Linked DNA regions of Mus musculus: region 2 is linked to region 1. The links are chromatin contacts, called in public Hi-C maps. All regions are on one chromosome and are shown on one strand. The core of a region is the stretch at or near the end of the contact, and the rest is flanking DNA. Distances in the headings are between cores, read along the strand shown.

The links. Hi-C and Micro-C count contacts between places; a contact is called where the count stands out from the background.
Region 2: a contact with region 1 is called in a Hi-C map of cortical neurons, with 2.1 times the contacts expected there. The contact joins two enhancer-like sites. A contact is called at or near these places in 26 of 39 promoter capture datasets (the 3T3-L1 cell line, the C10 cell line, the HPC-7 cell line and 14 more), 3 of 15 datasets of contacts at CTCF or cohesin (CD8 T cells, hippocampal excitatory neurons and pro-B cells), 34 of 484 Hi-C or Micro-C datasets (B cells, the CH12 cell line, ECoMG myeloid progenitors and 22 more), 12 of 115 datasets of contacts at active chromatin or transcription factors (the 230-238 cell line, PVALB interneurons, the SCID.adh cell line and 9 more) and 4 of 9 other capture datasets (adipose tissue, embryonic stem cells, liver and 1 more).

Annotation. Positions count from the first base shown.
Region 1 is chr7:101,412,318-101,416,733 of GRCm38.p6, forward strand. Arap1 (ArfGAP with RhoGAP domain, ankyrin repeat and PH domain 1) reads left to right here. Exons shown (of 34, transcript NM_001040111.1): 34 at 1-269. Among named protein-coding and RNA genes, the nearest start is that of Pde2a, 37 kb to the right of the region's middle. Within about 2 kb of position 2,739, at least 52 of the 459 cell types and tissues checked have an H3K27ac peak or open chromatin away from gene starts, as enhancers often do. A contact at or near this core is called in cortical neurons, where this site is marked.
Region 2 is chr7:101,519,972-101,524,274 of GRCm38.p6, forward strand. It overlaps Gm35363 (a long non-coding RNA gene), which reads right to left. Exons shown (of 5, transcript XR_869841.3): 5 at 1-1,918. Among named protein-coding and RNA genes, the nearest start is that of Gm35363, 16 kb to the right of the region's middle. Within about 2 kb of position 1,315, at least 4 of the 459 cell types and tissues checked have an H3K27ac peak or open chromatin away from gene starts, as enhancers often do. A contact at or near this core is called in cortical neurons, where this site is marked.

The DNA.
Region 1 (4,416 bases), core at 1,489-3,988:
CTGCCTCTCACATCACAGGGCATCGCCTTCAGAGGGAAGTGCTGACCTACAGAGGTCACCAGCTACTCAAAGACAGACTGGAGACTTCTGGGAAAGTGCTAAGCTTCTGCCTTCTCTGGAGTCTCATTGCCACCCTATCTCAAAGGCTTAGTGAGCAGACTTGCTGGTGTCCTGTCCTTAGCCTCGAAAGGGGCAGAGCAGAGCTGGATAAGACTGGGGTACCTGTGCCATCTGTGACCCCCCCATCACCTATAAAGCTCTGAACCCCGGCTGTGCCTTCCTGTCAGTTCTTGATGCCACAGGTCCTAGCCATAGGCCTGGCACCTCAGTCCTGGCTTACCAAGTAGGTGGCCCCAGTGGGGACCTGGATGTACACCTGGACATGTGTCCTGGGTGTTTGCCAGGAGACAGCACACGATCCTTGAGCTCTACTAACCTGTTGCACAAGCTACGGTCCCCATCCCTTTGTCCTATCTTCAGGGAGCTGCTCCAAGCCAAATTATCATGTCCTCCAGGCAGGACATGGCTAGAGGGCTTATGTGCCCAAGAGCTGCTTCCTCCCTGAACTTGATCTACTGTCCACCAACCCCAGAGACCAAGGAAGAGGGTACAACTAGAGGTGCCCTCTGCTGGTCTGGCACTGTCATTACTCTGGTTTAGGGATTAGCCAGAGGGGAGCTGCATTTGGCCACTAGGGGGCAGTCATGGACCACTCATAGTTGCAAATTTTGAGCAGGGTCTGTGTAACACCTCCTAACCCTCCCTACACCTGCAACACTTCCTCCCTCCCTCCTCTCCTTCCCCTCCCAGTGATATTCCTGGATCTGGCTTTGTTCTTCTGCCAGCTGGACCACTCAGCCCTGCCTCTGGCCAGCAACTAGTGATGTGTTGTAAGACAGCACAGTAGAGGTGCTTTGCTTTGATCTCCTGGGCTCTAGGACATGAGAGGAGCCCTTCGCCCAATGCCTACAGAATGCAAACCTAAGCCTGAGCCTCTGCTCTCAGCTTTCCCTGCCTGACATTAGAGTCTCCTCAGCTTTCCTCCTGCTCTTAGCCTGTTCTCCCCTTTTGTGAGCGCTCCCCGTAGCCAGCACTATGTGACACTGTAGAGTGCTTTCCCTTGGCGTGAGGTCACATCCCTGCAGGATTGAGACTCAACCTTCGTGAAAAATACCTGTGACTACAGTGTTGGGGGGGGGGGGCAGAGCAGAAGGTTCTGTTGTCTCAAGGATTCCTAATACTGGAGCCAGTGCCAGAAGGGAGGGATGCACTTGGTACTTTAGGTTGCTTGGGATGGGAGGAGCCCAGAGTTAGGGGTGGGAGCCTGAAGGAGGAAGGACTTCCTGGAGGAGTGTGGTTGGGGGTGGGATTGGATGTTGGGGAGGAGAATAGGGAGGGAACTCTGAGAGAAAAGGCTGTAGTAGGGCACAGCCTGGGCACCGAGCATTGCTGGTGGAGTGTTGGGGAAAAGTGGGCAGGGTAGGATATGGGGCAGAAGAGGGCTGGGGTATCTGCCTTTCTCTCTTCTGGCTCCTTCATTTCAACCCTCCCACTCTGCATGATATCCAGCAGTGAGGACCCAGGAACCCTTGGCTCCAGGGAGCTCTGGGTACACAGGCTGTAGTGAGACAGGTGGGGGTAAAGCTGGACCCTGCTACCTCCGTACTAACCCTGGGGCTGGAGGGGGCATGGAACCTCTTTCCTACCCCCTGGCTCTTATTGCTGCCTGCCCACAGTTCTGTTTTGGAAAGCATAGATGGGTAGGCAGATATCCTTTATAGTCCACGTGGCTTTGACAGTTACTTAGATCTCTGATCGTCTGTGTGCTCTCTGTCCTTTGGAGCTAAGCTGCATCCCGATAGCCTCCTGGGAACACTGAATGAGCAGGCGCAGGTAAGTGTGAAGTGCCAGCCGTGCCCCTTGCTAGTCTTCCTAGATATATCCGCAGTGACATCTTTGTGACATACAGGAGAAGAGCTTGAGAGGTTCAGCCAGCACTTAGTGACTACTTCCTGTGTTCAGCCCTCACTCACCAAGCACTTGTTGAATACCTGCTGTGTGCAGAGCTTTTGCCGCACACGTGGGGCAGATGAGTAAGTGGTGTGGGGGAGGAGGAAACCCTTGAGGAGAGAGGATGCTGCTCAGAGGGATTCATGAAGGGCTCATGTCCTGAAGCCTGGAGGGTAGGGGATGCTGAAGAGAGACAGACAAATGTAGATGGCCTGAAGTAAGGACCTGTTGTAGCTGGATCTTAACACCCATGCAACCCCAGGGCCTCACACCCTCAGCACCAGACACCCTAAGGCCTCCCCTCCACACCCTAGCTGTCAGGTCTTAGCTCTACTGGCTACCTAGGAGACACGACTACATCCCTGTCTAATGGGCCCTTTAGGATCTTGTCCCTACCAGAAAACAGCATCTTTTCTACTACTTAAGTACTTAGTGACCTGAATGACCCAGATCCTACTCTCAGACTGTGTGACTGTTTCTGTCTCACTGACACACATGCATGCACGTGCGCACCCACACCCACACAGAGCTGGTCAGAATCTCCCTGCCTCTCCTGTCAGGGAATGCCTTTGGATTCTTGTTCCCAGTGTCCATGTTCTATGAAAACATGGGGAGGATTTGTACCCAGCTAACCAACCAGGGGGATGGCTCCTTGAAGAGCTCACTGGCCCTGGCATGTGCCCTCCTCTATGCTACTTTCAGCCTGTGGAAATTTCCACACTTCCTCTGCCCTGGTTACAGCTCCTACTGCTGTATTTATCACCCTGGAGACACAGTGACACAGGCCACAGGCACACACTCATGCTCTGCACACACGTGCCTGCACACCTCAGCTTGCACTGCCATAACTCAAGTGCATCACACACACACACACACACACACACACACAGAGCACGTGGAGGAGGGACATCCACACACAAAGAGCTCTCTAGGAAAATTGTTCTCCCTCCTGCTGCTGCCCCTCCCCCACCTCCTCCTCCTCTGTTCTGTCCGCCCACCCCCACCCACAGACCAAAGAGCTGGGCCTGAGGACTGTACCTCCCACTCCTTATCAGCTGGGAGGCACTCTGCCTGGTGACTTGAGTGTGCCCTCCCTCTTGCCATTCCGCCCTCCCTCCCCCCTCTGCCACTCCCCTGCAATCTTGACTGTCTTCTATGCATAAGTCCCCTCTTTGTCACTCTTTTGACTCTGAAGTGGAAACTGTCATTCTTCTCTGCTTTGTCTCCCGGAGGTTCAAGTCGAGGAACCCCAAGGATCCAGGCAGAGAGATAGACTAGGAGGGGGTGCCAGGAACCCACATCTCCTCAGCTCCTGTCACCTTCAGCCCTCCTCTTGATGAGGGGAGGGCTGTGTGCCTGGAACCATGGAGACCAGTGAGCGTCATGGCAACACAGTCTGGGTGGGCACAGCCTTCCTCCTCCGGGGTTTGGGGGGGTGCGTAGGAGGAACCCCATGGGCCTGATGGCTGTGGGCCTTGTGCTGGTGCCCAGTGCTGGTCACCGCATCTGCCTGCAACCTGTTCTAGTCCTACCCCTCCTTGACTCACTGCACTGTGGGCTGCAGGACTCGAACGAAGGCTCTGATGCTCCCTGGACACTGCAGGAAAGATACTGCAAACACCAACAGAGCTCAGGGGCTTGCCTAGGGCCCCACAGACTTCATAGTTGGCCACCCATGTCAGTTTACTCAGGGCAGAGAAGTCAGCTCAATGTGAGTTTGGACTCCCTGTGAAACCCCCAACTAGCCCTTTGCCTTGCCAGTGAGGATATGGAATACCTGCTGTGCCAAGGCTTCGTGTGTTCTCTCACTTCACCCTTGGGAGACCCAGGGTGGCCAGAGAGTGGCCTACCAAGGACAGATAGGCTTGGGACAACCCGTCCTGGCAGGTACCCTTTTCTCATTTGTGTCTTCCTTGCTGAAGAGGAGTCCCTGGCAGGTTCTACAGCTTCATCAGAATCTGGCCTTAGGTTGTCTAGAAACCTGAGAGCTAGTTTTGGGGGGTGGGGTGGGGTGGGGTGGGGTAGACCCTTCCTTAAGTGCCTAGACATAGGGAGGACTTTGCAACCTGTGCACAATGGTTGCTTTCTGGTCCTGTAAAGACTTGTCTCTGCCCTAGATTAGAGTGTGCAGAGTCCAGGAGGAGACCCCCGCCTTGCAACCCAGACTTGACTTGTCTCCTGGCCTCTGTGCAGTCACGTTGCAGCTGCCTTCCTCCTGGCTTATGTAATCACTCAAATATAACAGCTGCCTTTATCCCACTGAGTCACGCCCCCTCCCTCCCTCCTCAGGTGTGGGGAGTTGCACAGAAGAGGTAAAGCAGGACTGAGTGGGAGGCTGGGGGACTCCGGGAAAGGGGGGTCCTGGTGTGCCAGGTTGGAGGGAGATGAGGACAGCAAAACCTTTCT
Region 2 (4,303 bases), core at 65-2,564, 110 kb after region 1:
CACTGGAGAAGAAACTTAGCCATAGAGTACTTGTCTACCACACATAGAACCTGGGTTTTATGCTCTGCACTGTAAAAGAAATAGCCAATATGTTTAGAGGGTCATAGGCCCGAGTGGGGAAGCAGCCACTGTTGTTTTGTTAAATGGACACGATGTGCCCATCAAATTGCCTTCTGGATAAGTGTTTATGCCCATGGGTGAGTGCTGCTGTCGGCTTTGGTCAGAGAAGCTTTGTTTTGCAGTGGGCAGCCATAAATGCAGAAGCTCATAACTGGTGGAAGCAGCGAGAATAAATGATGGTTGGATGCTCAGCAGTAAATGGGACATCTATATCATCTCTGATGCCCAAAGAACGTGGCAGGAGAGGGAGCAGAAAGTGTATTCCAGTCAGAGGAAGCAGCAAGGGGACGGGGAATGTGGACTTCTGCATAACTCGGCCATTGCACTGTTGAATCGGTAGCCGCTGTTGTTACCTGCACTAGATTGAATCCAGTAACATTACAAAGGCAGGGGCTTTCCAGGCCCTACCCTGTCCTGAGGATTTATAAGAAGTTCCTGGTTGCTCAAAGAAGAGACATTTTCTGCATGGGGTAGCCAGCCACTGGTAAGGTGCCCATGTGCCTGTGAAGAGCTCCTCCTCCGGCTCCTCTGGGCAATCCTATTGAAATTCACTGGTTATTTAAGAGAGAGAGGAGAGAGAGAGAGAGAGAGAGAGAGAGAGAGAGAGAGAGAGAGAGAGCAATGAGTGCGGAATATGATTGATATACATCACATACGTGTATGCAAATGTCATAATGCAATCTACTATGTACAATTCATGAATATTCATAAAATGATGAAAAACAAAAAAGTGAAGTCCAGAATTGAAAGACAAAAGTAAAGAGTGCAGTCATCTTAAATGGTACTGATGTAAACTGGGCTTGGTGGCGCATGCCTTTAATCCCAGCACTTGGGAGGCAGAGGCAGGTGGATTTCTGAGTTCGAGGTCAGCCTGGTCTACAAAGTGAGTTCCAGGACAGCCACAGCTACACAGAGAAACCCTGTCTCAAAAAACCAAAACAAATTAAAATATATAAAAAAAATAAAATAAAATGGTATTGATGTAAGAAAAGCTTCTGGGCCAACAGAAGAGGAATAGGGCGCTCAGAGGAGAACATGTGACACTTAGGAACACCACGTTGTTACCCAACAAAGGTGGAAGCTGCATCTAGGAGAAAGTGTGGGTGTCTGGAAACTCCCCTGTGATGCAGAGGAAGAGAACGCTGGATCCCAATGTACGTCACACGCACAGGAGGAGGATGCGTGGATTAGGCTAAAGGTAAAAGGTGAAAATGGACCTGGAGAGGAGGCAGCCAGGCTAGGCGGTGCCCATCTGTGATCCCAGCACTCGGGAAATGGAAACAGGAACACTAGGCATTCAAGGCCAGCCTTGGCTACAGAGTGAGCTCCTGTCTAGCCCGGAGTGTGTGAGAATCAATCCGAAAAAAAAAAAAAAAGCTAGTAAAAAGTAAACAGAAGAAAATGCAGAGTGATTCTGTGTGCATAGAGGACAAGCCATAAGCAAAACCATAGGAAATCCAATTACACAGGAACTGTAGCTTTCAGATGTCTTATCTGTGACATGTGTCCCAGACAAAGAGCTGGTGGATTGGGGAAAATTGTTTGCAATGTTTAAGATTGACAAGTTGCTAATATCTAGGATACATAAGAAATTCTTGCAAGAAAGCATCAACCTCAATAGAAAAAAAAAATAAAAAGAAGAAATCCCTGGAACAAGATATTTATGGAAAAAGCAGCTCAAAAGCATTTAGAAAATCTTCTCCAGCTCCTTGGTTACCAGAGAAACAGAAAGGGCAACAACAAACCATTTTATACCTGGTAGACTGGCAGGAACCAGACAGTCAAATGATGACGTCACCTGCAGGTGGGAAGTAGGAAGGTAGAATTTGAGACTGCCCACAGGAGTGTGGGCTAATGTTTGTATAGACACCAACCTGGCAGCTGTTATTCAAATGAGACACATGCATGTGCATAGTGGTATATGTGTGCCCTATAACTTTCAGGGCCACTTCTGGGTGTTCACTTAATTCTTAACTGTTGGACCAAGGATGCTGATACTGACTGGGTGTATAGTGAGTGCATTGGTGGGAAGGCACTGTCCAGTGATATTTAGTAGGTAAGGATAATATATACATGTACCTAGCACCATGAGTCCAGAGAGAGAGAGAGAGAGAGAAAGAGAGGAAGAAGAGGAGGAGGAGGAGAAGGAGGAGGAGGGGAGGAGGAGGAAGAGAGGAGGAGGAGGAGGGGAGGAGGAGGAGGAGGGGAGGAGGAGGAAGAGAGGAGGAGGAGGAGGAAGAGGAGGAGGGGAGGAGGGGAGGAGGGGGAGGGGAGGAGAGAAGAAGAGAGATTAAGATTTATTCTATGGTTCAATTACAGAAATTTAAACCCAAGCATTCACAATTGCAGAATGCATTTAATAAAAATTCTTATGAACCAAAGCTATACATTAGACCTATGATTGCTCTTGAAGGAGAGGGAAGAACAGTATGGAAGAATGGGATTAAAAGAAAATACCTAGAGCTGGAGAGATAGCTCAACGGTTAAGAGCACTGACTGTTCTCCCAGAGGTCCTAAGTTCAATTCCCAGCAACCACATGGTGATTCACAATCTGTAATGGGATCTGATGCCCTCTTCTGGTTTGTCTGAAGACAGCTACAGTGTACTCATATAAGTAAGACAAAAATTGAAGGAGGAGGAGAAGAAGAAGAGGAAGAGGAAGAGGAAGAGGAAGAGGAGGAGGAGGAGGAGGAGGAGGAGGAGGAGGAGGAGGAGGAAACAAAAGCAGGGCTTTGAGAATGACAGGCAGTTTAGCAGGTAAATATACTTGCTGCCCTGGCTTATAACCTGAGTTTGAGTCCCAGGTCCCACTTGGTAGAAGGAGAGAACCACTTTGAAAGCTGTCCTCTGACCTCCATAGATGTGGCGCAGCACATGCCCGCCACCTACCGCAAACAGATCAACATGGATAAATGAATGTTAAAAAAAAAAAAAGAATAGGACCATGTGATGATCATCCACGTGCTAATGTTGTGTACTAAGCATATGATTAGCTCCATCCTCTGCACCTGAGGTCCAAAGCAACAACAACAAAAAAATAGGTACCTTTCCAAGTTCCTTAATTGCTCTTGTTTGAGGCCTTAGCTTTTTCAGAGAGTGAGAATCCCTGATTCCTGGCCTGCAGAAGGCCTATACATGCTTACCAAGTGAGGGAAGAAGGAAGTGGGTGGGCAGGCAGATGAATAACACTTGAAGGAGAAATCAGCAAAGTGATTGAAGTAGTAAGCTCACGGGTGAGTGAATCAGTGCACTCTGAATGAATGAGCACCAGAAAGACTCAGTGAATGGATAAAGAGGCTAATGAGTGGATGGCTTGGGTGAGTCCACATGAATGAATAGATGAATACATTTGTAGATAATGAATGAGGGAGGTTGACCCACTTGTTCAGTCCTTAGAGAGTGATCACCTGACAGGCAGGCTCAGCTGAAATGGTTGCATGTCTGCTCAGTACTCTAAAGAGCCTCAAGGATGCTGGCTTGCTCCCGTGTAAGATATGCCTCCTTACAGAGGTTTACAAGGACAGAACCCCACAGGAGAAATTACTATATCTTGACGAAGCTTGGACAGAAGCCCAAAGCAGGTCTACAGAAAGAATAACAGCATCCCACCTGGGTTCTGGTCTAGATGACTAGGGATGTCCTGGTCCTATTGGGTAGATGTTCACATCCTCCAAAGCTCAACATGAGGGATGTCTACCCCTGGGAATACTGGCTGCCTAGCATCCTGCAACAGCCCCTTATCCCTGCGTCAGGGTCAGATAGAAATTCAGGGCCTTGAGAGGGAGAGATCCTGTATAGACAGCACCTGAGGGCTCCACCTGCTCACAAGTCTTGGTTCAGCTCAAGTTCTGGTGTTGCACAAATTGCTGGGAGCCTGCACTGGGATTGGAATCTGGGCTGGGCTGGGTGTTAAGAGTTGTAGAAAGAGGAAGAAAGGACAGGAAAGGCAGGGTGAGTTTCTAATGTGAGTGCTCCAAGGCCTCTTGAGCCATCTTCCAGGACCCCTGTGGCCTCCAGAGGTACCATCAAAGGTGTTTGGAGCCAGGGTGGAGCAGAAGACTCAGGTTTGGAGTAGGAAGGAGGGAGGGGGGTCTCACTAAGCAACCTGCATTTAAAGCTGTGATGAACACTCTCCTGTGTTTGTCTCATTTAGTGTCTGTGATTCCCTTATATGGATCAGGC